Regions from separate parts of the Mus musculus genome. Here regions 2, 3, 4, 5, 6 and 7 are each linked to region 1. Evidence: chromatin contacts called from public promoter capture Hi-C data. All regions are on one chromosome and are shown on one strand. The core of a region is the stretch at or near the end of the contact, and the rest is flanking DNA. Distances in the headings are between cores, read along the strand shown. Region 1 holds the start of Cox7c (cytochrome c oxidase subunit 7C). Region 2 holds the start of Lysmd3 (LysM, putative peptidoglycan-binding, domain containing 3). Region 3 holds the start of Rps23 (ribosomal protein S23). Region 4 holds the start of Vcan (versican). Region 5 holds the start of Cetn3 (centrin 3). Region 6 holds the start of Tmem167 (transmembrane protein 167). Region 7 holds the start of Polr3g (polymerase (RNA) III (DNA directed) polypeptide G).

Evidence for each region. Promoter capture Hi-C pulls out the DNA fragments that hold promoters and counts their contacts.
Region 2: a contact with region 1 is called in a promoter capture Hi-C map of pre-B cells. The contact joins the promoter of Lysmd3 here to the promoter of Cox7c in region 1. A contact is called at or near these places in 2 of 39 promoter capture datasets (liver and pre-B cells).
Region 3: a contact with region 1 is called in a promoter capture Hi-C map of pre-B cells. The contact joins the promoter of Rps23 here to the promoter of Cox7c in region 1. A contact is called at or near these places in 4 of 39 promoter capture datasets (cranial neural crest, frontonasal cranial neural crest, liver and 1 more) and 1 of 484 Hi-C or Micro-C datasets (CD4 T cells).
Region 4: a promoter capture Hi-C map of pre-B cells shows a contact between it and region 1. The contact joins the promoter of Vcan here to the promoter of Cox7c in region 1. A contact is called at or near these places in 1 of 39 promoter capture datasets (pre-B cells) and 1 of 484 Hi-C or Micro-C datasets (pre-B cells).
Region 5: a contact with region 1 is called in a promoter capture Hi-C map of pre-B cells. The contact joins the promoter of Cetn3 here to the promoter of Cox7c in region 1. A contact is called at or near these places in 2 of 39 promoter capture datasets (liver and pre-B cells), 1 of 484 Hi-C or Micro-C datasets (pre-B cells) and 1 of 9 other capture datasets (liver).
Region 6: a promoter capture Hi-C map of pre-B cells shows a contact between it and region 1. The contact joins the promoter of Tmem167 here to the promoter of Cox7c in region 1. A contact is called at or near these places in 3 of 39 promoter capture datasets (cranial neural crest, hematopoietic stem and progenitor cells and pre-B cells), 2 of 484 Hi-C or Micro-C datasets (CD4 T cells and pre-B cells) and 1 of 9 other capture datasets (liver).
Region 7: a promoter capture Hi-C map of pre-B cells shows a contact between it and region 1. The contact joins the promoter of Polr3g here to the promoter of Cox7c in region 1. A contact is called at or near these places in 1 of 39 promoter capture datasets (pre-B cells) and 1 of 484 Hi-C or Micro-C datasets (CD8 T cells).

The regions. Positions count from the first base shown.
Region 1 is chr13:86,045,261-86,048,909 of GRCm38.p6, reverse strand. It overlaps Cox7c (cytochrome c oxidase subunit 7C), which reads left to right and starts at 2,115. Exons shown (of 3, transcript NM_007749.3): 1 at 2,115-2,309; 2 at 3,041-3,183. The coding sequence starts at 2,235. The coding sequence ends at 3,157.
Region 2 is chr13:81,655,786-81,659,337 of GRCm38.p6, reverse strand. It overlaps Lysmd3 (LysM, putative peptidoglycan-binding, domain containing 3), which reads right to left and starts at 1,532. Exons shown (of 3, transcript NM_030257.1): 1 at 1,402-1,532.
Region 3 is chr13:90,921,401-90,925,500 of GRCm38.p6, reverse strand. It overlaps Rps23 (ribosomal protein S23), which reads right to left and starts at 2,379. Exons shown (of 4, transcript NM_024175.3): 1 at 2,302-2,379; 2 at 1,755-1,914; 3 at 1,055-1,175; 4 at 769-964. The coding sequence starts at 2,305. The coding sequence ends at 818.
Region 4 is chr13:89,740,467-89,744,552 of GRCm38.p6, reverse strand. It overlaps Vcan (versican), which reads left to right and starts at 2,041. Exons shown (of 15, transcript NM_001081249.1): 1 at 2,041-2,480. All of the region lies in intron 1 of Gm4117 (a long non-coding RNA gene), which reads right to left.
Region 5 is chr13:81,781,227-81,785,216 of GRCm38.p6, reverse strand. It overlaps Cetn3 (centrin 3), which reads right to left and starts at 1,970. Exons shown (of 5, transcript NM_007684.4): 1 at 1,860-1,970; 2 at 441-576. The coding sequence starts at 1,876.
Region 6 is chr13:90,087,428-90,091,424 of GRCm38.p6, reverse strand. It overlaps Tmem167 (transmembrane protein 167), which reads right to left and starts at 1,758. Exons shown (of 4, transcript NM_025335.3): 1 at 1,642-1,758. The coding sequence starts at 1,644. Xrcc4 (X-ray repair complementing defective repair in Chinese hamster cells 4) reads left to right here and starts at 1,817. Exons shown (of 8, transcript NM_028012.4): 1 at 1,817-1,928.
Region 7 is chr13:81,709,737-81,713,742 of GRCm38.p6, reverse strand. It overlaps Polr3g (polymerase (RNA) III (DNA directed) polypeptide G), which reads left to right and starts at 2,730. Exons shown (of 8, transcript NM_001081176.1): 1 at 2,730-2,885. Mblac2 (metallo-beta-lactamase domain containing 2) reads right to left here and starts at 2,326. Exons shown (of 2, transcript NM_028372.1): 1 at 1,761-2,326. The coding sequence starts at 2,214.

The sequences.
Region 1 (3,649 bases), core at 866-3,365:
GCCAAGTAGATGGCTAAAAACCCATTTACACTTCCATGTGAGCAATACTAAATGTACTCAGTGAGATATCTTAAACAAAGAAGGCATAAAGTTGGGAGGGGCACACATTGTAGGATGTACAAAGAGAGTTGGAGGGAGGGCATAGACATCAAAATAAATTGTATACATGTATAGAATTCTAATAGAATAAACATAAGTATTGTTACAAATCTTTTAATATGAAAAAGGACAGAACAAATCTCTTCTAAAAATTTAAGAGGGGACTGAAGAGAAAGTTTAAGAGTGCTTGCTACTCCTGTCAAAGAATCAAGTTTTAATGCATGCATACACAAAGGCAAACCATCAGATAAAATGGATAAAATAAAATATCTTGGCCCCTTGGTCTTGCAAACTTTATATGCCCCAGTACAGGGGAACACCAGGGCCAAGAAGTGGGAGTGGGTGGGTAGGGGAGCAGGGCAGGGGGTAGAGTATAGGAGACTTTCGGGATAGCATTTGAAATGTAAATGAAGAAAATATCTAATAAAAATATTTTAAAAATGAAATTCTCTCTCTCTCTCTCTCTCTCTCTCTCTCTCTCTCTCTCTCTCTCTCTCTCTCTCTCTCTCTCTCCCCCCCTCTCTCTCCCCATACCCCCCACTCCAAAAGTTAGGAGAGGAACTAATCTCCCTCCCCACCTCCTTTCATCTCTCTTACTGTTATATATGGGCAAGACAATGGCACACTGATACTTTCTGCCTTACTCTTTTAATGACAATACTCACAGAGAGTCCAAGAGAGTCATCTAGATTAGGTAAGGATGGCCTACACTTGTGATAGAATTTGCAACTATGTTTAACAGGCAGATTCATAAATATGTAGATGACAGATAGATGATAGATAGATAGATAGATAGATAGATAGATAGATAGATAGATAGACAAACCAACAGACTGACAGACTGAGAGCTAGATGACAGAATGTAGTCCTGTGATTTGCTTAACTCCTGTTACTTTCTGAGCCTTAGTAGCTTGAATGAAATATTTTTACACATCTCTTAGGATATAGTTTCAGCCAAATTTTATCATCAAATATGAACCATATTTAGACTAATCTTAATTTAACAAGTCTATGTGGTGTTCTTCTAAAAATTATAATTTTTAATTATAATATGATTACAGCATTTCTCCATTTCTCTTTTCTCCCTCCAACCCCTTTCATGTACCCTGCCTTGTGTTCTCTTTCAAATTCATGGTTTCTTCATTTCATCCGGTATTGTTACATACATAAGTAATATTATACAGACTGAAAAGGTTATATTTATATATTTAGAGATACACACAGTGACCCCCTTTTCAAACGATATTCTCACAAAAGGTGGGATGGGATAGGGAGTTTGGGGGGGGATTGGTAAAGGGAATAACATTTGAAATGCAAATAAAGAAATTATCCAATTTAAAAAAAAAACAATAATCTACGAGTGTCTAGTAGCCTTGGCTAATGTTGATGCTCCATGAAACTGTTATGTTCAGCAGGAATAAACCAATTCCTAATCCAGGGAATCTCCAGAAGTCAGAAGGTTCTTGTGTCTTCTCCAACCTAATCATGCTGCGCATAGGAGTTTCTATCTGTATGTCCTCTTATATCCAATTTCTATACCTTCAAAAAAACCAGGTCTTAGCACTTCAGTCCAGTTTTCACTACGGCATCCTTTGTGCTACATACTGTTTGATCAGTTGCTTGTGTTCCCTCAGACAGGACTATAATGCACATCTTTCAACCTTGGCAAAGAACCATAATCAAAATGACTGATATACTCACAAGAAAATAATTTTATTTCTTGTTCCATTAACTTGAACACACATGTTAAAGCAGCTTTAGTTTCTTCAATAAATTGTTTCTGGAAACAAATCCCAAGAATCCTAGATCTGAACTCATAGGACAGCTCAGGTCCCATTGAATCACTAAAGGTAAGTTATCACTTGGTGCTGGTGCGCGCTCATTCTAGAGCCAGACTACATTTCCCACAATCCATCGGAGCCGATATGGCGCCCGGTATTATCTAAACTACAAAGCCCACAAACCTCAGAGCCCGCCGGTTGAGTACGTTTCAGGAAGTTCCTGTTGTAACTCCCATCTTCCCTTTCGGTCTTCGCGCTCTGCCGAGCAAGGTCGTGTAGAAAGGGGAGTTAGGTGGTACGGCCATTTCTTCCGCCTTCCGTGTCTGCGGCCCTCGCAGAACTTCCAGCAGCGACATGTTGGGCCAGAGTATCCGGAGGTTCACGACCTCCGTGGTCCGTCGCAGCCACTATGAGGAGGGTCCGGGGAAGGTGAGTGAGGCTCGGCTGCCTAGGGGCAAGGTGACGCTCGGCGGCCGGCCTGGAGCGTGTGGGGAGGGAAGTGACTGTCCAGGAGCTCGGGGAGACACTCAGGCCCCTCAGTCCACACCCCGGGGAGAACTGGGAAGCACGGCGCCTAGCCGCTGCCTCCACGCCGCCTGTCAGCCGCAGAGCGAGGCCTGGAAGGTTCGGTGGGAGCTGGGCGGCGTCGGAGATTGAAGGTCATTGGAAACAAAAGAAGAGGGCCTGTGGCTGGTTATTAGCGCTTTAAACCAGCAAGCCACGTTTGAAGCGGCGATCCTCGGTTAGGCCCGGTTTAGCCCCCAGTGTAAGTAAACGGAGTACTTAGTGGTGACTGCCCCGGAATTGTTAGGTGAAGCCTGGTAAAGGGAAGAGAGAGGATGTGGAATAGGAAAAAGAGAAAATTGTACTGTGATTGATACTGAAAATTCGAATAACAACGGACGAGAATGATGTGTTTGTTTCTAAAAGTTACTACTTCGGAGAGTAATTTTTTTTTCAAATATTAAAACCAAAAAGACCCTTACACTTAATAGGGCCTACCAACTGGTATTCAGAAAACCTGCGTGTTAAATTAAAATGAAAATGTTCTGTCGAATGCAGCTGATTATAAAATACGTGGTTGCTCCCGACCCTTTTATTAGAGCAAGTTCAGATGCTTTGAACGAATGTTTTTTGCCGTGTTCTCTCTTTCTCAACAGAATTTGCCATTTTCAGTGGAAAACAAGTGGCGGTTGCTGGCTATGATGACCGTGTACTTTGGATCTGGGTTTGCCGCACCTTTCTTTATAGTAAGACACCAGCTACTTAAAAAATAAGGATATTTAATTCATCCCTTTAACAGGTAATTAGTAAGCTTCTAATTTTCCTAAAACAGTAATTTCTGTTCTATACCCTATACACTCTTCCACAACATGCAAGTAGATAGTTGTCTCCAGATTCCTTAAGGTTAAGTGTAAATGTCATATTGGTAGAGGCAATTTGGAAAACCTATTAAAAAAATAAAGTATTGATCAGTAAAGGTCAGTATTTTACAAGTACTCCTTGACCCCAATAATCTGAATATATATTATGCAACACACCTCTAAGATAAGTAGTATTAAAACCCCATTGAAGACACAGAGATAATTGATTGAGTTTCAATAGCTAGTAGCACTAGTGTAGGGTTCCTACAGAGGATAATCTTGTTCTATGAATCACACTTCATAAATCAGTGTTGTGTCTTCTACAGAAATAATTGAATCTTCAGCGACAAAAGTGCACTAAGGATAGCCAACCTTTGACATTACCAAATGGTATTGACATCTACA
Region 2 (3,552 bases), core at 283-2,782, 4.4 Mb after region 1:
AACATACCTATTTCATTTCATAAAATCCAGCCCTTAAAATCCAGTTTCTGACCTTGCTTTACAGGGACACTGTATATCTTTAAAAGTTGAAAAGTCTCTATTTAGATAATTTATTAACAGCTATATTAGTAGCTTGCTTCAGCTGCTCCCACAGGGGCTAAACTATTGCCAAAAACCACTCCAAATTTGACAGATCCAAGCTAAATGAGAGCCACGTTTCACATCTCAGTTTAAAGTAAGGAGCACACCTGTTTCTACAAGGACGCTTGCACTCCCTTATCTAGGTCTTTTCTAAAAACAAAATAAAAAGCCCACATCTTAGATGTAGAGGATGTCTGTCAGTTTTGTGGAACCAGTAGCAAGTTGCATACATACATACATGTACTACCTCAGGAAGTATCTGTTTCAGATCCTCAAAAGCATCCATCAAAAGCAGAAAAGATTAGATCTAAAGCAATGCATATGGGTGGTTACGTTGCCTTAGGTATGCTATCCCTCTAAAGCGCTCTCCCTCCCATTCTTAGTACAGCTCTCTGAAATTACTGACTAATACCCAGAAGCCATTTGAAACAATGTGTTCTTCTATCAGTCTTTCCCTCACCATGTCTTAATCAGGAATCAAAAGACTCCCGTCTTCGCGCATCTGTCTCTATTCCTCTAAAATGACAGGAAAGCAAAATAAACAATCTGGACACTACGGTCTGACTGTTCATCTGTAATCCAAGTGCCAAGCTGCACTTTGGCCCAGTAAGGTAATGACATGTCAATCTACTAAAGATTAGAAAGTACACGGAATCAAAGCCATCAGCCTCAATTCTCTTTACCTCTCTGAATTATCTATGGAATCTATGGCTTCAGAAAACTAGAACATGTTGCATACTGCACTGCTGACAAACGTCCTGAAAGTGATCATCAATGGGTATCGTGAGCATGTTTTCATCCACCCGGTCTAGACCGGAAAGCGACCTCTCAAATCCCTAGGTACTACATATTAATTGCTGCATATTAATATTTGGTCTTGACCTTCGGCAGGGAGCAAGAGAAGACTCACAGGGCACAAGCCAGTTCAGCACTTAGGACAGAATCACCCCGATCCTATTCTCCAGGGCCAATTTTAAACCTAAGCAACAACTGCAAACTTCCTCCCTCTTCCATTCCACTCGCTTTTATTTTTATTTTTCCCTTTCCTCCGGACGTCCCCCGCAAAGATTACATCTCTGATTTCTAAGTCGCCGCGTCAGACTGGGACGCTTCGGAGCAGATGCTAAGGGGACAGGCAGAATGGCCCGGAAAGGGCTGCCCAAAACCGGGAGGTAAGAGTCCTTCCCGAACCGGGGACAGCGCCCCACGGTGACCCCCCGATCGACGTCCTGCCCCGCCCCGCCCCACAGCCACCGTCACCTGTCCTCTAGCAGGGGCGCGGCGACACGGTTATGTCCTCCACCACAGCCGCGGCCCCGGAGACGTTCATGACCGACTCTAGGTTCTCCGGTGTCTGGGTCCGCTTCTGCCACCGTCGCCGCCGTCGCCGCCGTCCCCGCCTTCCGCACCGACAGCCGCCGCCACGTCCGCAAACCTGCGGTGCGTCATCGCGTAGAGTAGGCGGAGGTGCGAGGGCGCGGGCGGAGGCGGGGAACCCAGAACCCCGCGGCCAACCGCAGGCCCACGCCAGCACGCAGGCGCGCCGATGCGGCCGGGGCGGGGCCTGATTTCAGCCCCGCCTCTAGCCCCGCCCGTCCGGGGGCCGCCGGGCCGTGTTGGACTCCTGCAGTCTGTGAATCTAAACCCAACGGGTCCTCCTGGCTAAGAAACGTACTGAGCGGAGGGCATGCTTGAGGAAGAGCCAATGGAGAGCCGCTGTGCATTTCTTAATGCTCTGTATCTGGCACTTTCTTCTCGGTGGGGCAGAAGAAAGCAAAAACACTGGGCCGTGCTTTACCATATCGAACGAGCCCTAGAGCAGCAAACAAGACAGGCAGAGTGCCTTGGGTCTGTAGGTCAGCAGAGTGAGCCACCTAGCCAAGCTAAGCTCACAGTGCCCTGGAGCTGCACTTTGATGGGACAAAGTTGTCAACAACTTGTAACTAACCTACTTGGATTTGAAAATTAACAGGACGCCATTGGTGTTGCACTATCTATGGCAGTGAAATAAATACCTCTCTTCTGACTTTTTTTTTTTTTTTTTTTTTTTTTTTTAGAAATTTGCCGAAGTGGTAAATACAGTGTTTGTATTTATGCGAATGATGTATGACATTTTAAAGGTGCACCTGGTGTTTTGTGCTGACGACCGACAATGCACTTGACTAAATGCTTACCCATTTAGGTCAACATTGCCTAAAGACGTACCACACTTTTCTTTACAGTCCGAATACTTAGTAATTATAAAGCCTTTGGAACGCTGTTCCAATTTCCAAAGGGTTTTTTGTTTGATTGTTTGTTTGTTTGTTTGTTTGTTCTGTTGGTTCCTTGGTCGGTTGGTTTTCTGAGAAGTGCCTCTGCAAGGACTGGGATTTTACTTACATTGCAATAAGCGCCTTTTACTTGAAAGGACAAGGCACTGTGCTGAACAATGCTACAAAGAACTCCAGGCAAAGACAACCGGGGAAAAAAAAGTTTGCCCAAGTTATTCTTTGAGCTCTTGCCCCTGTGACACCGCTGTCTGTAACCATTTATCACGGAGACATTTTCTCATCAGGAGACAAAGGATATATTCCGTTCTTGATGTGTAGGGCCTCGGCTGTTCAGGCCTCATGAATGTTAATGGAATGCAACCGTCTTTTTGCAAGTAGGTTACTTTTCTTATTTTAATGTCAATAGGCCATGGAATCCTTGGGAGAGTCTGAGGGAGAACGAATTCCAAGCATTTCTTCAGGACTACTACCTGTTTGCTTTGAAGAAACATCCTACACGAGATCTGCAAAGCTTTTGAATGATTGTTTGTATCTAACTAAAATCGAGTATTTGTTTACCAAAAGGGCACACTATGTGTATATTTTATTATTAGACTATACAAAAGAAGCAGTTAGCCACGAATGTTGGCTGAGTTCCAGAAAGTTGGCCGGTAAGAACAAGTATTTGTCTTTGGAAAAGAGGGTGTTCTCAGCAATCCGAAGGCCAAAAGTAGTAGGTTTTTTTTCAGATCTCATCTGCTATGTTGTCCGTTAAAATTGTTCAGTTGAGAAGTACATGATTCTAGGAATTTGTAGTTTTATAGCTAACATTTAGACTGAGACAGAGTAAATGCAGTGTTGTAGAGAGTAAATTGATACCACTTGTGAGGAGCACTGTTTGCTAAAATGCATTAAAATTAAAAATAAAGTTAACTAGGGTTTAACTTTGCTTAGTACCTGCCTTAAATTCACTGACACATAACACTTGAATCAGATTTAACAAATAAGTTTAGGAATGTTTATCAGATTAATGTCAAAAGGAAAAACAATCAGAGTGCTCCTCAAAGGAATAGCAGGATCCTTTGACTTCCTTAAAACAATATAGTACTTGATCAAAAGATTTAGATTCCTCTTTCTTTACAGATTTATTAATAAATTTGTC
Region 3 (4,100 bases), core at 1,130-3,629, 4.9 Mb before region 1:
CTCGAACTCAAGAAATTCACCTGCCTCTGCCTCCCAAGTGCTGGAATAAATTAAAGGTGTACGCCACCACGCCCAGCTGTGATTTGTGATCTTCCCTTGAAAATATAACCCCTGTGAGGGCAAGGTTTGCAGAGATTAAAGAATGCTTTGAACCAATTAGGTGCAAGACAATAGACTCAAGTAGCAAGAGCAAAGCGGGATACAGGGTGTCTCCTTCATTTACTGAGGAAGGTCATCTGAGCTCGGGTCCTGCAGCTTGCAAGTGCTTTACTCTTGAGCTCTCAGCAGCCCCTTTCACTGTATACCTTTGAGGTAAAAATTACCAATTTTAAGGTATGCATTCTTCCTTGCTCAAACCTTTCCCTGTGCCCCCCAGTTTACTTTAGCCCAAGCTCTCCACAACTAAGCACACAAATTACACCCCTCCCACACACCCAAAGCATTCTTCCTGCCCCTTGCTCCCAAATACTGGGATTACTATAGCCTTACCCTCTAGAATTCTGCATACTAAGTTCTCCACAATCACCGAAAATTATCCTATAGACCAGGTCAATTAAAGACCTCTATGACACTTTATTAAACTTGACAATTGCCAAGGAACAATAGAAATTCAAGGCACATTTAGAATACTGCACATGTTGACAGTGTCCACTTATTGCAGTGTTATTTCTATACTGTAGCTGTAACAGTTACAAAGTATTTTAGTAGCTGTCTCCTAAAACTGGTAAAATATTTTTGGAGTTTCAGGGCAGGAAGTAAGACACAAAATATTTTTTCAGAATATGAAAATTTATTACTGTGTTTCCATTGTCAAATTTTATGATCTTGGCCTTTCTTTCTTGCCTTTGTATAGAGCCAACAGAGAAACATTGGCTACTTTAACCACCTTAAAGCGGACTCCAGGAATATCACCTACAGCATGACCTTTTCGACCAAATCCAGCAACCAGAACTTCATCATTTTCCTGAAATAAAATAAAGGCCATTTTAGGTATCAGTGGCAATTAAAATACCCACCTGGCAAATTAAATATTAAAAGAAATAAAATAAGTCACCTCAATGAAGTTCAGGCAGCCATCATTGGGCACGAACGCTGTGATCTTCTTCCCGTTCTTAATGAGCTGCACCCTGACGCACTTCCTGATGGCAGAATTTGGCTGTTTGGCCTCAACCCCTCTGCAATATCAATGGCACATGTGAAGTCAGTAAGGTTTTTAAAATTCGATTAAGAATAAAAGTAGAAGCAGCTCCTAGTCAATCCAGTCTCAAATCCTGCAGATGCCACTATTTTAATGAAGTTTTTACAGGCAAAATCGAACTTTAGCGCCACTGGAGTGGTAAAAATGAGGATTCAAACTCTTGTTGCGAAATTTGTGAACGCCACACACAAAAAAAAAAAATCATCACTCTAAAAAGCCAATGCACCAGAAACATGCCAGAAAAGGAATTTTCTCAACTCCAAAAAGATACTAAGAATGTACCAGCTGCTTAAGGTATAGCCCCCCCCCCAACTGTTCAATGTATGCTTTAGTATGTACTATATTACTTTTACTTCTTCCATTCCTTCCAGACTACAGCCGAAATTAAAAACTTTAGTAATCTCATCCCTGGCCGAACATAAACAAGCACATTTCCCATTTTTTCCTTATAAAAACCCCAACCAACGCAGGCTCAGGATCTTTTGCGACTTTTGAAGAACTACTTCGTTCTCAACTACGGTAAACCATCGCTTCTAGCGCGCAGCTTTTGACTTACACTTTTTCCAGCACAATTCCCTTTGCATGAGAGGCACCCCCAAACGGATTGGCCTTCAGGGCTGTGCCCAAGTGGGCTTTCTTGTACTGTTTGTCATGCCACTTCTGGTCCCGTCGGTGACTGCGGAGCTTCCGGGCAGTTCGGAGACCACGACACTTGCCTAAAAAACACACATCACTGAATGCTCCGCAAACCGAGCCCGCGCTTCCGCACACGAGCTTCAGCAGAAGGGACGTTTGCGCCAGAGACCTGTGGCTCCTCTTAGCACGTGGGCCAATTACCCTCGAAATCCCCTAACTCGGAGCTGCACACAAACCCAGGCTGGGGCCTTTACGCTTACTTAAATTTCCAGGGTAATGGGTCCCGGCAAGGCCGCCCGAAGGCCGCAGGAACTCTTCCGTATGGCCACGTGCCCGCGGGACGGCGCCCCTTCTCCCGACCTCCGCCCGGTTACAGCCCTACTCTCCGCTCTATCTCCCCACGATAGGCCGTATCCCGAGCTCTAGAGCCCTGCGGCGGCCCCTCAGCCCAGCCCCGCACAGCTCACCCATCTTGCCGGCGCCACGGGCCCAAGAGAAAGAGAGAGGAGGTGCAGGAAGGACCCACAAGGCATTGCGGGAAGCCCCGCCCAGCCGAAGGCCCCGTGCGGCTGTCCAAGCGGCGCCTGTACCGGGGAGTGTGTGGGTGGAGGAAACGATTCAGTGCCTCCACTTTTGTGAGACACAGAGTTTTGTTTAATATGTATCAAATCCAAAGCAATTTCATTTACGCTGTTATTTCCTTTTCAGGCAAATGACAAGGCTAGAGGAATACGGACTACCAATCCCAGAAATCTTTGCGCTAACTGCTCACTGCGCAGGCGTCCTCTGCAACTCCCTCAACCCACCCCCCCACCCCCCCACACCTCAGGCCCAGGGCTGGGCGGTGCTAATTCGGAAAGGGCGGAGCGGGGTGGGGCTGGACGGAGTAGGAGGTTCCCAGCGTCAGTAAATTGTAAATTTTAGTGAGGCAATGATTCAGTGATGAAAAATCGATTATTTTTGTTGTTGTTGTTTCTAGCCAGACTTGAGCTTTAAACAGTGAGCTGACATTTGTTGGTTGTGCGTCCTTGCTTAATTCTAGTACCTTTACAACCCGAATCTTTCCTGTAGTTTTTCTGGGATGTTGAGTCACATAAAAATGAAAATTTTAATGTCTTTGCACTGGATATTTGGCAGTTAAGAGAACGAAGATTTTTCTCGTTAAGTTTATATTCTAGGTAAAGGGACAGAGCCTATAAATATAAAAAAATATCTTTACACACTGACAAATGTTATAGAAAAATGAAGCTTTTTAGTGAAGGGGTGGACTTTAAGAAGGTATCCCTGTAGGTTACATTTGAGCTGGGAGCCTATATTTAGCATAGGATACAGCCTTCCAGAAGTGAAAGGTGGTTCTCTTGTCAATTGAACTGAGAGATTAAAAAAAAAAAGCAACAGTGGTTCTGAAAGCCTGGGCATTACAGAACTTTACAGCTGGGCATGGTGGTGCATGCCTTTAATCCCAGCACTTGAGAGGCAGAGGCAGGTGAATTCCTGAGTTTGAAGCCAGCCTGGTCTACAGAGTGAGTTCCAGGACAGCCAGGGCTACACAGAGAAACCCTGTCTCAAAAACAACCAAACAACCAAACAAACCAAACAAACAGAACTTTACCGCAGTAAAGCCTTCTGAAACTCTCCTCTGATATTAAATCTTTAGATTTAAGCTGGGGATTCTTTTTTTTTTTTTTTTTTTTTTTTTAGATCTGTTTATTTTATGTATGTAAGTACACTGTAGCTCTACAGATGGATGTGAGCCTTCATGTGGTTGTTGGGAATTGAATTTTAGGACCTCTGCTCCCCGGTCGGCCCTGCTTGCTTGGGTCAACTCCATTTGCTCAGTCCCTGCTCTCTCAGGCCCAAAGATTTATTTATTATTATACATAAGTACACTGTAGCTGTCTTCTAACACTCCAGAAGAGGGCATCAGATCTCATTACGGGTGGTTGTGAGCCACCATGTGGTTGCTGGGATTTGAACTCGGGACCTTCAGAAGAGCAGTCAGTGCTCTCACTAAGCTGGGGGATTCTTTAAGAATACTTTGCATTTATCTGAGATTAGTTGTAAAGAGACAAAAACAGATGAGTCTGGGAAGCATTTAGGAAGGTGTGATTGTAAAAGCAGGAGGTGAGTGTGGCTTGGACGCTCAGGGGAGGTGCTGACCTTCCTGGATTGGTTTTACAGTTTTGCAGTAGAATCAACAGGATTTTTGAGGCCTGGATCTTGAGTAGGAAGGAAAACTCCTGAAAAGAATGTGTCTGTAGAGGCT
Region 4 (4,086 bases), core at 792-3,291, 3.7 Mb before region 1:
CACAATAAAAACGTATCCAATCAATGACTTTTTATGATTTCCCATCATGTGTACATGATGCTTGCAGTAAATACTGATCATTATCATGTCTGGGAAACATGTAGCAATCTATTACTAGTTTGCTTCTGCCCTACTTCTTTGTAGACTTGTTTATTCAAGTGTATTGTGAAGGGAGAATAGGATAACAGAGAGTTGATAAGCTTTTAGGCCAATGATCTGTCGCAAAGTAGCCTTGGGCAAACCACTTAACTGTAAAACTCAAACTAGGTTCACTTGAATTTAAGAAATAAATTAATGATAATAACTTGAAGCGTTTCAGAGAAAAAATCTATCTACCCCAATGCCTGGAATATAAATAATAATGGAAATTCATTATATTTTATTTTTCTTCTTTCTGAATGAATTCCTATTGATTCAAGAGCTGTGTTCTGATAAGCATCTCTGGTCTGTGCAAGCTTGGGGTGAGTCTCTTTCCATACCTGGTTGTGTTGGCATGTTAAATGCAGTGACTGAAGTCTGATGTCAAGATGTGGCTCTCATTCTGCACAATATATGGGATGAAATTTCAGTTTTAGTAATGGCAGTACAATCGTCGCATAAAGGTTAAATAAGTCACTGTAAGCCAAACTGATTTCGAAATGGCCCGTAGTACAGTTAAGTCACTCACTACAGTGAGTGTAAGTAAAAGGACACATGAAATACACACCGGGGGATGAAATTGTACTGATAATCCTACCACATGTTTATCACTTAAGATCTATGATCATATTGAATCTACAAACCTTAGAAAAGGAGCCCACATGCAGAAGGGTCTAGGTTACAACTTTAGAACTGTGGTTGGCAGCCAATCTAATTAAAGAAATCCAGGGTAAAGACAAACTCTCTGCGTTAATCACTACCGTTTCTGAAGCCCTGTGTTTGATGTCATTCTCTAAGCAAAACATTCAGAGTCAATAATTACAAGGATATTTCCATATTGGTGTAGGAGGAAAAGTTTGTAATTGTTTCAGTACCCTGAGAGTTACTTCGACATGTCTTGCGAACTTATTTTGTCCTCTCTCTAGAAACTCATACTAGACTTCAACGTAACGGAAAATTCAAAGTCGCCCTTTTGTGAGGGTCAGAAATCCTTTGTATTAACTGTTTGACCCTTTGCTCTTTAAGGTCCTAATGGAGTCTTTTGTGATTCAGTGAAGGGTGTGCTTCTCTATATTGATGTTGTTTACATCGATGGATAAGCCTGAGTAGGGGAAAAAAAAAATTGCGAACGTGAAAGATTCCATTTCCAGACAACATGGAAAGACTGGTAAGTCAAAGAAATCTGAGTTAGGCAGAAAATTCTGCAAGATATCCTGTGAAAGACAGAGGTATGGAAGAAGGAAGGAAGCGAAATACATTTAAGGAAAGACGCGGATTTGTGTCAGAGAAAGGATTCTCTTTGAATGGGACAAGGGATTGCTTGGGGGGATTTCCTGTCCAACCCTTTATTGCCAGGGTCTTTGTGTAGGGCCTGATGCCGCGGGCTCCCCATTGGGCAGTTCCCTAGGGAGAGCAGTCACGAAAAGCTTTTGCGTCTCCCTGGGGCTTGGGATCTCACTTTCTCAGTATCTCTTTCAGGTTGGCAGGAGCATTGAGCCTGACACCTCTTCTGATGGGACGAGCAAGCTCCGTGGTCGCATTAAACACATTATACGCAAGTTCTTGGCTGATGTTATAGAGTCCCGTCCGCTCCTAAGGACTGACCATACTTAATTGCTCTGTGCTTGCTGGCCGCAGCAGAGCCTGGGGACTCCTTTCCCCTAATTCAGAAGTAGCAGCCCAGGGCGGGGAAGAGGGGGTGGGGTGGGGATGGGTGGGAAGGCAGTTGTTTGAGACTGCACAGCGAGGTGGTACCGAGTCGTTGAATGAGGAGCACGGATTCCCCCCACCCCCAGCCGATTGGTACTTCTCATCAGGAAGAAACGCTGAGAGGTGGGAGTGCCTGGCCAGGGAGGCAGGCGGTCCCTACCGCAGGCTGAGGGAGCTCCTTTCCGCCCCTCCGCCTGTTTCCAAGCTTGGGCTCTTTGGAGTGACTGAGCTACGGAGCTCTTCAGGAGCCTGTGAATGAACCCTCCTCCTCCTCTCCCTCCTCCTTCTCGCTGAGTCTCCTCCTCGGCTCTGACGGTACAGTGATATAATGACGGTGGGTGTCACAACCCGCATTTGAACTTGCAGGCGAGCTGCCCCGAGCCTTTCTGGGCGAAGAACTCAAGGAGCGCGGGCGCAGCAGCTGTGAGCATTAGGTGCTGTGGCCAAGCGCTGGGACAAGGATCTGCCGCTACCAGCGCATCCTCTCTCCTCTCCAGCTCTGTCCCGCACTCGCTGCACCCTTCCCCAGGCCACCGCGCTTCCTATGTGATCTTCCGGGGCAACGCGGAGCCCTTTCTCACAGCTCAGCAGTGAATTTCCACCCCGAAAACTGCAGTAAGCCGCCTTTCAAGGTAATCACTTTTCTTTTGTTCCCCCATTTAAAAGAAAGAGGGAAAACTTGTTGGGAAAAGAAAACCGTCCAGCTTAGTAGGGGGAAAGACTCACATTGTAATTGGAAGAGGGCTTTAATTAAAGCCAAGAGGACTAGCTGTAAGGCGAAGTTAGAAAAATGTGCGCACTTTCAAACATGAAGGTAACTTGTTAAAGAGATGAATTCAGATAGACCTTGGTGCTGAAAAAGAGCTAGACAAAAGAAGTCCGGGGTGGGGTAGAGGAAAAGGACAAACCGAATAGGGGGAAGGGATTTTGTAGCGAAATCCTAGAAAAGTCCTGCTATCTTGAGTTGGAGGAATGGAATGGACTCCTCACACCTTGATTTTGTTCTCTTTAAAGTGGTCGAGGCAAAAGTTTGAATGGAGAGTCCCCAAACTTGCCCAAATGCAAGCCCCTGAAACCACCTTAGGGCAGACCACCTGGTTTCCTGGCTCCGTGTGTGTGGTCAGTATCTTTGGTTCCTGGAAAGTCACCTCTGGGCAGCTCCTGACAAGGCAGCAGGATACTTTAGCGGCCCAGGACCTGCACGGACATGACCCTTTCCCCCAACCCCTCAGGCAATGTGGGAGGCTATCTGGCAGGGGTTGGGTAGGGTCCTGGGGCTGCTTTTCTTTGATGACTTGAGGGCTGTCAAAGCTCTCTCACGTTGCCCCTGTGTTCTTTTGTCCTGCGCGTGGTGCTCCCGAGCCAGCCGGGAAGGCGCATTGGATGGGGGTGGGGTTGTTGGAACACCGTAGAGGTCTGGGAGGCTCCTGGGCGGGAAAGCTTTCCCTGAACTGGAGGGGTGTGCAGTATCTCCCCCCTCGCTCTGGAAAACGAAATGAAGGCTTGTCCCCCAATCTTTACTAGCAAACCAGGACCCATAGATTCTCCAGACAAAGGTGGCGTGGAGACTCGAGTTGGGGACCAATTGGTGCAGTCTTCTCGCCTGGATTACAGCAGTCCTCTGTTCCCTTCTGTATCTTCATCCGCTCCCATTTCTCCACTTGAGTTGAGCAACTTTACGGGCTGGTGGAGTGGTTGTGGAGAGTGCGTGCCGGGTTTCCCCGGGGACGCCCTGGCTGAGAAAGTCCTACTGCCCTGAGTAGGCGTGGGCATTGCAGAGACTTCTCTAGTGCCTGCAGACCCGGGACATCCCGGTTGTCTCGGTTTGTTCTCGGTGTCAATGGGCGTGGACTGCTCAGAGGGGTTAGACAGAAGAAATAGTGGTAAGAAAATAATGTCATAGCCTAAACTATTTGCTCTCGGATCCAACTACGTTCGCCTCCGCATGTCCTACGTGTTCTCGGGATCCCGAGGAAAGGGAAAGAAATCTCCCCCGAGGCTGCAGGGCAATACTGCCTCAAGTACACCCACAGTGGAGACTCGCTATCTGTGTTCCCTCATCTTTGTGTCTCTTTCTCAGTCTCCATCTTCTCTGTCTTCTCTTTCCCCTTTCTACCTCCTCTGCGCTTTTGCGTCCCCTCCCCCACGGCTCACAAATGAATGGCTAGTGTGAAGTCCCTTCCGTCTCTGTCCAAGGAGGCAGGCCCAGAGGGAGGAGCAAGGGCGGGGGGTGGGGGG
Region 5 (3,990 bases), core at 721-3,220, 4.3 Mb after region 1:
GAAGTACTGAACTTCCAATTCAATGAGACAGTCTGTCTCAAGGCAACAGTGTTGGAAGGCACACAAGGCCGTACTCTACACTGCACATGATACACATGGAATGTACAGGTCTGCACAAGCAACAAGCATAGGCCACAAACATCGTGTTTTAAAAAGCTGAGCTATATACCATCCCACAGAGGAAAACAGCAGTGGGAAGAGCATGCTAAGGACTCTCCCTTTAACTGGGTGAATGGAGAAGTTACACTTTCCATCATTACGCACTTAAATACAAGGTTCTACAAGCCATATTCTGTTTGTACTGTTTTCTTGTACCACCTGTGGGTGGGCACTACAAACAGCCTCACAGTTCCGAGACAAGCTTCTAAAATAGACTTTAAAGCAACAGTCACAAATGCAATTGAGTTAAACAAAAATGGGTCTTAAAAGTCCCCTGTTACCTTTAATTCATGATAATCTATGGCTTGGTCTTTGTCGGTATCAAACAGCTCAAAAGCATCTTTAATTTCTTGCTTCTGTTCTTCAGAGAGCTCTCTTCGTTTTTTCCTTTTTGTTTTGTCTACTACAAGCTCACCTCTAGGACACAGAAAAATGTCTTTAGGCCACTTTAACCCATCTTAGGACAAAGATTCATTTTCTAAATTTTAACAAAGCAGAGTAGCCTGGCAAATAAAGGAACTGCCCCTAAATCAATGTCCTGTAGTCAAATGTACTTTTATAAGAGAAATCCTAAACAAAGTCAAAAGCACCGAAAACACCATACATATTATTCATGTCATCTACCAAAAATAAAGAACAAAACAATGTCATCTACCAAAAATAAAGAACAAAACAATCAACCAGAATAGACTTGATTTTGGACAGCTTATAAATTCTCACAATTACTACAAAAAAACAACCATAAAACTTAAAAGATTACTTTTGCACTGTAAGCTCAAAATGTTTTTAGATTATACATTTGTAACACTGCTTTGTGGTTTTATTCCACTGATATTAGCCAGGCAAAATATAAAAGGGTCTAAACATTCAAATACTAGACACCAAAAAAAAAAAAAAAAAAAAATCACAGCATCTAATAGTCGTGCTTAAGTCTACGTGATGTTTAAAAGTGTTTTAACTCTCACTTAACATGTAAACGATAGGTTAAACGTCTTAAAACTCTGGAGAAGCTTAAAGAAAAATCTAAAAAGGGCACTTGGATCTGAAAATGTCTGCCTTCAAAAGCTGCCAATGCAAAAAGCGGTCCAAATGTGTAAACGAGGATACAGCACGTGTATCCGCACGTTCTAAAAGATGGAAGCTTTAAACCTCAAACCCTTGAAACTCGGCTAACTAACTGCTCGCGCTATTTACGTCTGGACGCCGTCGGGCTCAGGGACGCCGGCCCAGTGGCCCACGTGACCCCGGCTGCCCCCACTCGCCACACCCCCACGCCAGCTCCCGCCTCCTTCGTCACCCTGCGGAGCCAAAGGGGCGGCGCGGCGCGGCCCGCCCGGGGCACCTTTAACTGTAGATGGGCAAGGTGAGGAGCCAATGAGGGGAGGGATGGACGGAAGTGAAAGGACGGTGTCACGGAAACGAGCTCCACCCGAGACGCCTAGAGCACAGCGTGCCTCGGGGCCCGGGGAGAAAGGCGAGCGCTCCTGCGACTTTCCAGGGGGAATCAGGCAACCAGGGCTGAGTCCCGCAGTCGCGTGAGGGAAACCTCGCGAGACTTCACTCGGGCTGCGGCGGTGCCCGGAGGCGGGAACCGCCGAGGTCTGGTGCTCGGCGCTGGGCACCCGCCCCCGACCCGGTCTCCCGTCCACACCCGCCCTGGCCCTCTGGGGGGACGGAGGCACGGCCTCCTCGTTACCGACCTCAGAGCTAAACTCATTCTCTCTTCCGACAGAGATGTTCCACTCGGGGACTTTACCACGGGAACCGCTCAACAGCCACCAACCTCCACGCCTCGGGGACCACCCACCAGACAAGTTTCTGGGCGCGATTGGCTGAAATTGCCAACAGCCGGCCTATTGGGGCGGAAGCGTCGCTGCTCTTCTTTTTTCATTGGTCAGCATTCATGTCAATCAAGTACACATTTTTTGGCCCTGGTTGTCAGTCTGGCTCCCTGGATTGGCCAGGTTCTTTCCCGACTCCCTTGCGCGCGTATTAGAGTCACCACGCGAGACTCAGGCAGGCAAGGCGAGGCCCCACGCGTGACATGCACGGCGTCGACCGAGGGAAGGGAAAAGGCCAGCCCAAGCAGCCTGCTCAGAACGAGGGAGCAGTTTATTGGGGAACCAGGTCTGCGAAAAGATGTACAATTTTAGGTGGCCGGTGCACCTGAGAAACTTAAATCTAAAGGCGACATTCTTTATTCTTAGTTCAGTGAGGACCAAGCTAAGCGTTCTCCCCCGTACATCTCCCAAGTGATTTTAAGGCAGGCTGGATTATGGATTAGGCTTCTCGTTTTGCTGTTTTGTTAGGTCATTTACAATGAGACTAGCCAAACCACCCTTTTCTTCTGTGCGATTGGAAATGTGTGCTTGCTTCTGCTTCTCATTTTCTAGTGCTATAAAGTGTTTATGTGCGTCTTATCTTCACTGCCCACCAAGCCTCTTAAAGTTTACTTAGATCATCAGACTGCGAGCGAGACTGACTGTCTTCAAGGCCAGGGTTCTGTTTACACGAGTATTTGTACCAAACAAAATATCTGGAACTTAGGTGCTCCATAAATATTTGATGCATAAAATGAGGTATTATTGTGGAAAACTTGGAAACTACTGAGCTAACCTGCAGTGCTTATCGGTATAAATACAATAAACTGGGGCTAGGAATTAGAAACGGCAAATACTGTATGTAAGCTTATATGTGAACGAAGGACGCTGTGTAATTGGCTATGCATGAGTTAAGCTAGAGTGTAGATAGGAATTTGGACAAGTAAAGGATTGGGATAAAGCTAAAAAGTAATAGCTAAATGATAGCACTCCCAAAACCAAAGTAGAAAAATGTTGAAGAACTCAACTGGGCATGGTGCTACACATGTTTAATCCCAGCACCCAAGAGACATGTAAGCAGATCTTTGAATTCTTTACATTGTGAATTGCAGGCCAGCCAGGACTAGTAGTAGACCCTGCCTAAAATATAAAAATTAAGTACTTTTACTAACAAGTTTAAAAGGAAATTAGGCCAAGCAGTGGTGGCTCACGCCTTTAATCTCAGCACTTGGGAGGCAGAGGCAGGTGAATTTCTGAGTTCGAGGCCAGCCTGGTCTACAGAGTGAGTTCCAGGGCAGCCAGGGCTACACAGAGAAACCTTGTCTCGAAAAAACAAACAAACAAACAAAAAAAGGAAATTAGATTACGTCATATGTATACTAAAGAACACTAGTGAAAAAAAAAACTACTAAAATTTTAAGATTGTAAAACCAAGCCTAAGAAGAAAAGTATTAAATAAAGGTGAAAATAAACCATTTACATGGAGATGTTTGAAACAAAGGACAAAATAAACTAAACTAGAAGGAATAAATTACTGAGAAATAATATAATGAGATTTTTTTTAATGGAACTTTGATAGAATTAAAAAGCTGGTAAAATATTCTCATTTAATATGAAGAATTTTCTTGAAACACATAAATTTCACATTCTTCTAGGAAGTGAAATAAAGAAGAAATTATTACTTAATACTTTAAAAGAAAGTTTTGCTTAAAAGTATTTCTCATACAAGCCTGATGAGGGAAGTTGTATTCTCCTGCCTTGCAACCCCACTGGAAACCCATTGTGAAAAGAGAGAACCAACCTCAAACAATGGTCTTCTGACACCACACGCGTGCCATGGCTGTGGCCCACATGCACACACACAATAATTATTATAAATTTGATGCTTCTAATACATAGTTAAATTTAAATTATTTCAAAGAAAATAAAAGTAACTAAAAGTGACCAAAAGTTGGAGAACTGGATTTGGTCAATATAGACAAAAGTAATCAAATAAAATTCTGTTTCTACA
Region 6 (3,997 bases), core at 509-3,008, 4.0 Mb before region 1:
AACATGTGTAACTTATGACCAGTAACATCTCTAATAAAACATTCATTGCATACACTTTTTTTTTTCTCACAACACTTAAAAAAGTAAAACATACAGATTTAATACTATCACACATCCTTCCAAAGCCATTCTACAAATATAGGGATACATATAATTCACCCTTCAACCCTCCAATTCCAGTTACACACCCATATATTCAACAAATCATAAGTTAAAAAAATCTGGAGCAGAAAACTGCATATCTTCATGAACACACCAGTCACTTTTCTTGTTACCACTCCATAGAGTCATTAGATAAATCTGAGGCCTGGCTTTACTTACTAGGTACCCGATCCTAGACAACTCAGGCTCCCTACTTTTCTCTTCCTTTACCTGGAAATATCTCAGAAGTCAGGAATTTAAAGCAAGACAATGCTTAGAAACTACATCTTCTACACATCAAGTACTAGTAAACAAAAGCTTGTTTTTGGAAAAAGTTAAAATACTGTACATCTTAAATTATCTTGATTTTATCTAAGTAGGAGAGGATGTAAAATGTACCTTTGACTAAGAGCAAAGTCATTCTACTTGTTTCTCGGTAAATAGGCAAGAAAGCAACTTTTCAAGTTCTGTAACTGTTTATTAACATCCTTTTGACCAAGAATATACTATCTGCAGTACGAAGTAAAAAAAAAAAAAAAGGCTTTAATGGACTCAAATTCAGTATCTTCTAATCGTAGAATTTGAGGTCTAGTGGGGGTGGGAGAGTCCTGGCTGATTTTGAGATGATAACACAACAAGCTTTCTCTAGAAATATAGTTATAAATGGCTTCTAAACCCACTGAAGTGATAGTGAAGGGAGATTCCTGCATTTACCAGACTACTGAAAAGATGCATTCATAGATCTTTAAAAGTTAATTACTAATGTTTACTTTACTCAGGGGCTTTCTGTTCCTTGTCCTGACCTTTGTTGTTGTTGCTATTTGTGATTTATAGTGTAAGGTTTTCTGAGGTTTAAACTATTAAACAATCAATAATAACACGCATAGGAACTCCCAAAGTGAGTGGTGGTCTGCGAGTAAGGCTCAAGTTCCTTCGAGACAGTAACTAAAATCATTAAAAACATTCGTTTGCAAAGAAGTGTCTTTAGAATTGAAAAAACGATGAGGGAGGGGCCCTATCTCGCCATTGATTCCACAGGTAAAACGGAAGCAGTAGTATCTAGTGTTAAGAAAACCGGCAATCCATTAATTACTGCAGAAAGATGCAGGTTGGGTGACACAGGGAACACATAAAAGAAAGGGGAAAGGGGGAGACTGAGACTCCAGCGTTTGAAAGTGTATATCCGTCCAGATATTTGTAGCAGATGGCAATCGGCTTAGTGGAATGCCACCGTAATTCCACACTAAACAACGCAGCAAGTCGGCCTCTTGGCGAGGGGCCGAGTCCACCACCCGGGTTCTTCCTAGGACTGTTGGCCTGATGCTCCGGGATGTGCATCGCGGCCGCATGACTCCCAGCCTGTGCACCCTCGGATCCCCGGAGAATCACGCTAGCGCCAGGGCTCCCGCGCCCCACAGCGCCCGCACCATCCCCGCCGCCCCGCACGAGCCGCGGCCCCGCCGAGAAACTCAACCGCGGCCAGGAAGCCCAGGTTCTTACCATAGTGAGGCCGGTGCTGGTCCAGCCACATCACCCTTCCGGGCCGGGGCGGAAGAGGATGCAGGCCCGCTGTGCTTCCCGCTCGCTCCAGCGGTCCGGTTGGACCTATCGCGGCGCCTCCGCCCATGCCGCACCATTCAGACTCCGTGATAGGCTTCTGTTACCGGAAGAGGTGGGACTTGGCCGACGACTCGCAAACCACGGTATTAGCGGATTCTCTCATTGGGCGCATCGGTTTATCTCTGGCGTCCACAATTTTTAGAAGACCGGAAGTGGAGTACTGAGAGGTAGGGCCCGGAAGTGGCTGTGGTGTCTTTCCAGAAGCAATGCATTTTTTCCCCCCTTTCTATGTCAACCTCCTGTAGTCCCTGATTTTAGCTTTAAAGCTGCGCAGTGCGTGCTTTTTACCCTGTCTGTGACCCCCTGAGCCTTTTGTAGATGTAAGGTTTTCCCAATGTGAGCACCTGTTGGGCTCCTTCCTAAGTGTCTCTTTCTGTGTCACGTGGAATTTTCAGTCGTGAGGGACTCCTTGGAACTGTGCTGAGCTGCTCTGTGGTGGAGACTTGGATTTAAAAGGCTGCGTCCAGTGTGATGACCCACCAGCCCCTCCCGCCAGCCAATGCTGGCCTTGGCTGGCCCCCTCCTTGTTTGCACACTCTACATCCGGGGCTTAGACGTTCTAGGCCGTGGGGAGAGGGAAAGAACTCTGTGGTAGCTACTGGAAAGGAACGGCCCATTCCCGAGGGGATTATTTGGCTAGTATAAAACCAGTGGGTGAGAAACGATTTCACCTCTAGTTCTCTTTATGAGTTTTGTAGATACGGGGAAGATGTAATCTGATGTGTTCAATTTTATATACATTCTTGGAATGATTCTGAAGTCGGGCACTTTCCCCACTCTTCCAAGTGTATCAAAATTATGGAAATCCTGTGTGTTTAAATAATTGTTTTTTTCCTTTAGTCAGTATGGCTCTAGTATTTATTCAGAATGTTACCCATTCTTTAACTTAATGACCTAGAAGAAGTATAGAAAGCTTTAGTGAAGGAAACTGATGTGATATGTTAATTTCTAACCATTATTTAGCTGAATCATGAGAATCTAGTACTTATGGCAACACAGTACTTTTACCTAGTGCTATGCTATATGTGATTGTGTTTATTACTGCATTGTCATCCAAGATTTTATTTGAAATTATTACTACATTTTTAAAATCAGTTATACCCAACTGCTAAACCTGTTGATCAAATACTCAAGTTCAGAATCTGCATCTTAGTGGTATCAGGAGACTGCAGGACAAGGGATTTCTTTGAGTATTTGAATGGGGGACTGGGGATTAGGCCAATAGGAGAAGTGATTGTCATTGAATAGTCTCAAAATTGCTTTGTGTTATACTTACTATTTAAGTTGACTAACCATGAATGTTTCAAATGTAGACGTAGAAAATATGTTCTGAGCTCAGTAAGTTTGGGTTTTACAGTAGTGAAAGTGTTGGTAGATGTTATAACTGACTCTATTCATATAAAGATTGCTAGGTCCTACTGTTTGACACTTCAGGTTGATGTTTCTGTATGAGGTTCTGGTCCAGGCTCTAGTAAAGAGGCTAAGGTTGTTTAAGATGGTAATTGGTTTGTTGTATTTATGGGCAATTTAGGCCATAGTTTCTTATATATCTCAACTTTAGAATAGAGGCAATTAACACTTTTCAGTTCTTTGTTTTTGTTTTGTTTTGTTTTTCGAGACAGGGTTTCTCTGTATAGCCCTGACTGTCCTAGAACTCATTCTGTAGACCAGGCTGACCTCGAACTCAGAAATCCATCTGCCTGTACCTCCCAAGTGCTGGGATTAAAGGCGTGCACCACCACTGCTGGCAACACTTTTCAATTCTTAAGTTATCCATAGAAGTACATAGTGTCAGGAGGTAGAGTTGAACGTGTGTGTGTGTGTGTATACATATACATATATAAAAAATTTATTATATCCATGTAAAATAGCAAAATTAATATACCAGTGTGACCTGTGGGGAAGCTGCATGGCGATTCGGCACACAAAATCCTTGATTGTGTTTTTTGTTGCAAGTGAATGGTAATCACCATGTTAAATTCCTTTTCTTTATTTCCACTTCTAGTAGCTCTGCTGTGATTTTCATTTCTAATCATCATGGGTTAATTTACTGTTAAGAAAAGATCTTGACTGTGTTATTCAATTATGCAGACATTATTGTCTTCTCTGAATGTGGAAGAATATTTTCAATTTTCATTTCATAAAATCCAGAGTTGTATATAAAATGAGAAATTTATAGTTTTTGTAAGAGTGCATTGAGCTTAGGCCATAGTTACATATAAATTAGGCCATAATA
Region 7 (4,006 bases), core at 1,481-3,980, 4.3 Mb after region 1:
AATGGATGGAACTAGAAAATATCATCCTGAGTGAGGTAACTCAGACCCAAAAGGACATGCATGGTATGTACTCAAGAAGTACACAGAATGGTGTGAGGGGTGGGGTGGGGTAGGATCAAGTACAGGGATAGACAGGAGAGAAGGTCAGAGGGCCAGGAGAATGAATGTAAATCTTCAGCTGTGGGGATGGGGGTGTAAGTTGGGGGAGGGGAGAATCTCTAGGGTGTCCCATAGAGGAGGCTCCCAGAAAGTCAATGAGGGTGAGCTTAGCCAAGATTCCTAACAGTGGGGACATGAAACTAGCAGAGGCCACCTCTTGTAGCCAGACAAAACTCTCAGTGGCGGGATAAGGACATCAACCCACCCACAAAAGTTTGACCCCAAATTTATCCTGTCTAAAGGAAATGCAGGGATAGAAAAATTCCATGAACAAGCACTAATCCCTGACGTTATTAATGAATGATACTCTGTTATGCTTGCAGACAGGAGCCTAGCATACCTGTCCTCTGAGAGTCTCTATCCAGCAGTGGACTGAAACAGATGCAGATACCCACAGCCAAACATTGGACGGTGGTCTGGGACTCTTATGGAAGAGTTGGGGGAAGAATGAAGGCCCAGAAGGGGAAGGGAGCTCCAGCGCAAGACCAAGAGAGTCAACTAACCTAGGGGCACTCAGAGACTGAAGCACCAACCAAAGAACACACAGACTGAAAAGAGGTTCCAGGCACATAGGTAGCAGGCAAGCACCTCAGGCTCCATGGCTGCCCTATCTGGCCTCAGTGAGAGAGGATGCACCTAATCTGGCAGAGACTTGATTATGTGCTGTGTTGGGGGGAGGGGTACCCAGAGGGGCCTCCACCCTCTCGGAGGAGAAGAGAAGAGGGGATGGGAGGAGAGACTCTGTGAGGGAGGGAGCAGGAGCAGGAGTAGTTTTGGGGATGTAAATAAATAAATAAATCCTAAGACAAAAATATAAAATTGATAAATCAAATATTGCTGCTGTTGCTAATCAGTTCAGTTAGTGCAGTTCCAGCATGAGGGGAAAGGGACTGGGACCCTGTCTATTTTGCTCCAATCTATCAATTGCTTAGGACCAAGAGAATGAAGTCCTCATTAACACACACACTTTCTCCACCGGAAACAACTCCCTTATTGATCTTTCCTAGGCCTTGCTCTCATCCAGACCAGATATTTGTCATATTTCTATATTTTATGTTCACTGTCAAGCCTTTTTTTTTTTTTTTCTTGTGAGGCAATAAGCAAACAAATCCATCCGAAAGGTCAGGATGGATGAAACGGAACCAAAGCTTTCCAAGCCTACAGGTGGACCGGATAGGCACTATGCAGTGAAGTGAGGAGGCAGATGAAGTCAGCAGTTTTCAAAGCACAGAGCCTAACACTCTTCCCAAGGTGCCATTGCTTAAAAGCCTACTCGTTACAAAAGCTGAAAATGTTCAACCGGTACTTGGGAAAAGAATGGAAAATCTCCAGTCACAAGTCTCTGCAGTGTTACTACTGTAGCTGACTGACTGGGGATGGTGTGAGCTTTCAAAGAGACAGCCACACAGCAGCAGCGCGCATCTCCGGACAGAGAAGCCTGCCAGGGCCTAGTCTCTGCTTAAGCTGACTTCCACGCAGCAAAGGGTGAAACAGAGTATTCCCGCACTGTACCCCAACAGTGCCAAGGAGGTCTGTAACATGCTGTACACGCTCTCCAAGCCCCTCCCTCAGTGACAGCGCACGCCCGCGGGGCCCATTACCATCCTGCAGAATGAGGGTGGGTTGCACTGCCTGCACTCGGAACTGCCTGGCCCTCCAGCCAGGGCTGGGCGCCCGCACCACCTCGCTGTCAGAAAGCCAGGTCACGGTCTCAAAGTTGTCCCCGCGAGCCAGGGCCTCGGCCTCGGCGCGGTGCACAGCCACCTGGTCGAACTGATAGAGACCGCCGGAGTGATCGAAGTGCACGTGGGTGGCCACGGCCAGCAGTGGCCGGCGTCCTGCATCCTCTTTAGACCCGCAATCCTGCAAGAGGCCAGAGGAGTAGAGGTACTCCGGAAGGCTGCGCAGCCCCAGGCCAGTGTCTATCACCACGTCCTGCTCCGAGCCGCGCACCAGCCAAATGTTGGCCCGGTTGCCTGACTCGTAGAACCGTTCTTGAATCCAGAAGATGCCATCGCCCAGAGACTTGTGGGCATACCACTCGAGCGCCGACATGCTGCTGCGCAGGGGTGCGGCCGGGCTAGGTGGGTGTGCCTCCCACAGGCAGTCCAGGACTCGCTGCTGCTGCTGCTGCTGCTGTTGCTGCAGAGCCGGAGGAGCTACTCTCAGCTCCGGAGGAGGTGCGATCGAGGGGCGGGGATGCGGAAGGGAGCGTGGATAGGACGCTGCGACACTGCCCAGATCACCTGTTCCGCGCCCTCCCGTCCGAGCCGCAGAGCGCAGGCTGCACCCCAGTTGCCGCAGCTTCTGCAGCCGCAGCACCAAGGCAGTAACGCAGGCTGCTGAAGCGGGGAGGAGACACCGGGCAATGCTGCCCTGCTCGGGGTTCTACTGCAGGGGCCGGGAGAGATGCGTGGGAAGCGACACACAGGACCGCCCCCACACGGGCAGCGGGGGGCTGTGCACTCGCCGCCGGAGCCCAGAGTGAGGCCGAGCCTGTTGGAGGCTGACTACGGCGCCTGCCAAGGGCTAAAAAGCTCTCTTCCGGGGGTGTGGCCTCGCGGGAGTGGGCGGGGCTTCCAGTGCGCTCTGCTGCGCCGTAGCCGCGTGCGGTGTGGGGCGCGCTACTCCGGAGGTAGAATCTGCGGCTCCTTGCTGGAGGGGCTGCCGGCTTTCTTGCTTCCTCTGCTGCACCGTGTGCTCAAGCCTCGAGACTTGGCTAGCAGGTAACTGGAAGCTATCCCGTTCTGGGCAGGAGGTGAAGAGGGTAGAAGGGAGTTGATGGGGCACGTGGAGAACGTGGTGGCCGGGTATCCGGAGCCAACATTCATGAAAGCCCCTCTGGAGTGACTTTGGGAAGTATCCCTACCTCCCCAAAGCTGCTGCTGCGGTCTTCCAAACCGTTTAAAGTTTTCGTAGCCAGATCTCCCAGCTTTCCGGTGGGTTTGTTCTCAGTGAGAAAGAAGGGAGTTTATCCTCTTACAAGAGAAGACTATGCAAATCTGACGACTGTGTTTTTTCTTCATTCAAAGTTTGGCGGCAGTTTGCTGATAAGGGCATACTTACCGTCGCTTCTGTTTTCTTAATTGTTGGCACCCTTGATAGTGAGGAGAGGGGTTGGTGATAAAATTTTTCTTTAAAAAGAAAAACCTAAATGGCCGTCATAGTTCTGGGTGGTTCTTTGCTCTTTGAAGAGAGCAGAGAAAGTTAGAGCTTAAGGAAAGGCGGAGCACTTTGAGGGGACATGAAAAGTGGATAGGGACTGGGTGTGGCCTTGCAAGCCACCAGAAATCACCCCCACTGTCAGTATCAAGTCCCTGCGCTTGCACCCAACCACTAGCTATTGATACATCTATTTCGGATTAAGAAATCCCTTTGAGAATTTGACTAACCTTCAGAAATTATAAAGAGACCCACGGGAGAGCATTATAAAGGATAATTAGGAAGATTCTTACTGTGGTATCTCCTAATAAGTTTCCTAGAGGGAGAACTGTACTTCCAACACTCCAAAACTCTCTGGTGGGTGTAGGAGCAGGTCACTGCCCTTTTGAGTATTTTGCTAATCTCATCGGTTATGCAGTTGGGACCATTCTTAGCACGAGTGCCTCAGCTAAATGGTGTGTGACAAGCAGAAAACTGTTTAAAAACAAAAAAAAGTCTGATGTGAGTTCTCGAGAATCTGAGGAAGCTAACACCTGTACACAAATACTTGTTATATAATGCAAAAAAAATGCAAAAATTGGATTCTACTTATAGATGGACTAGTGAATGATTGCACTGGCCTTATCGAATGCATTTTCTGCAGAGAAACACAGTGCCCTCTGTACTTTGTTTTTGCTGCAGAAGG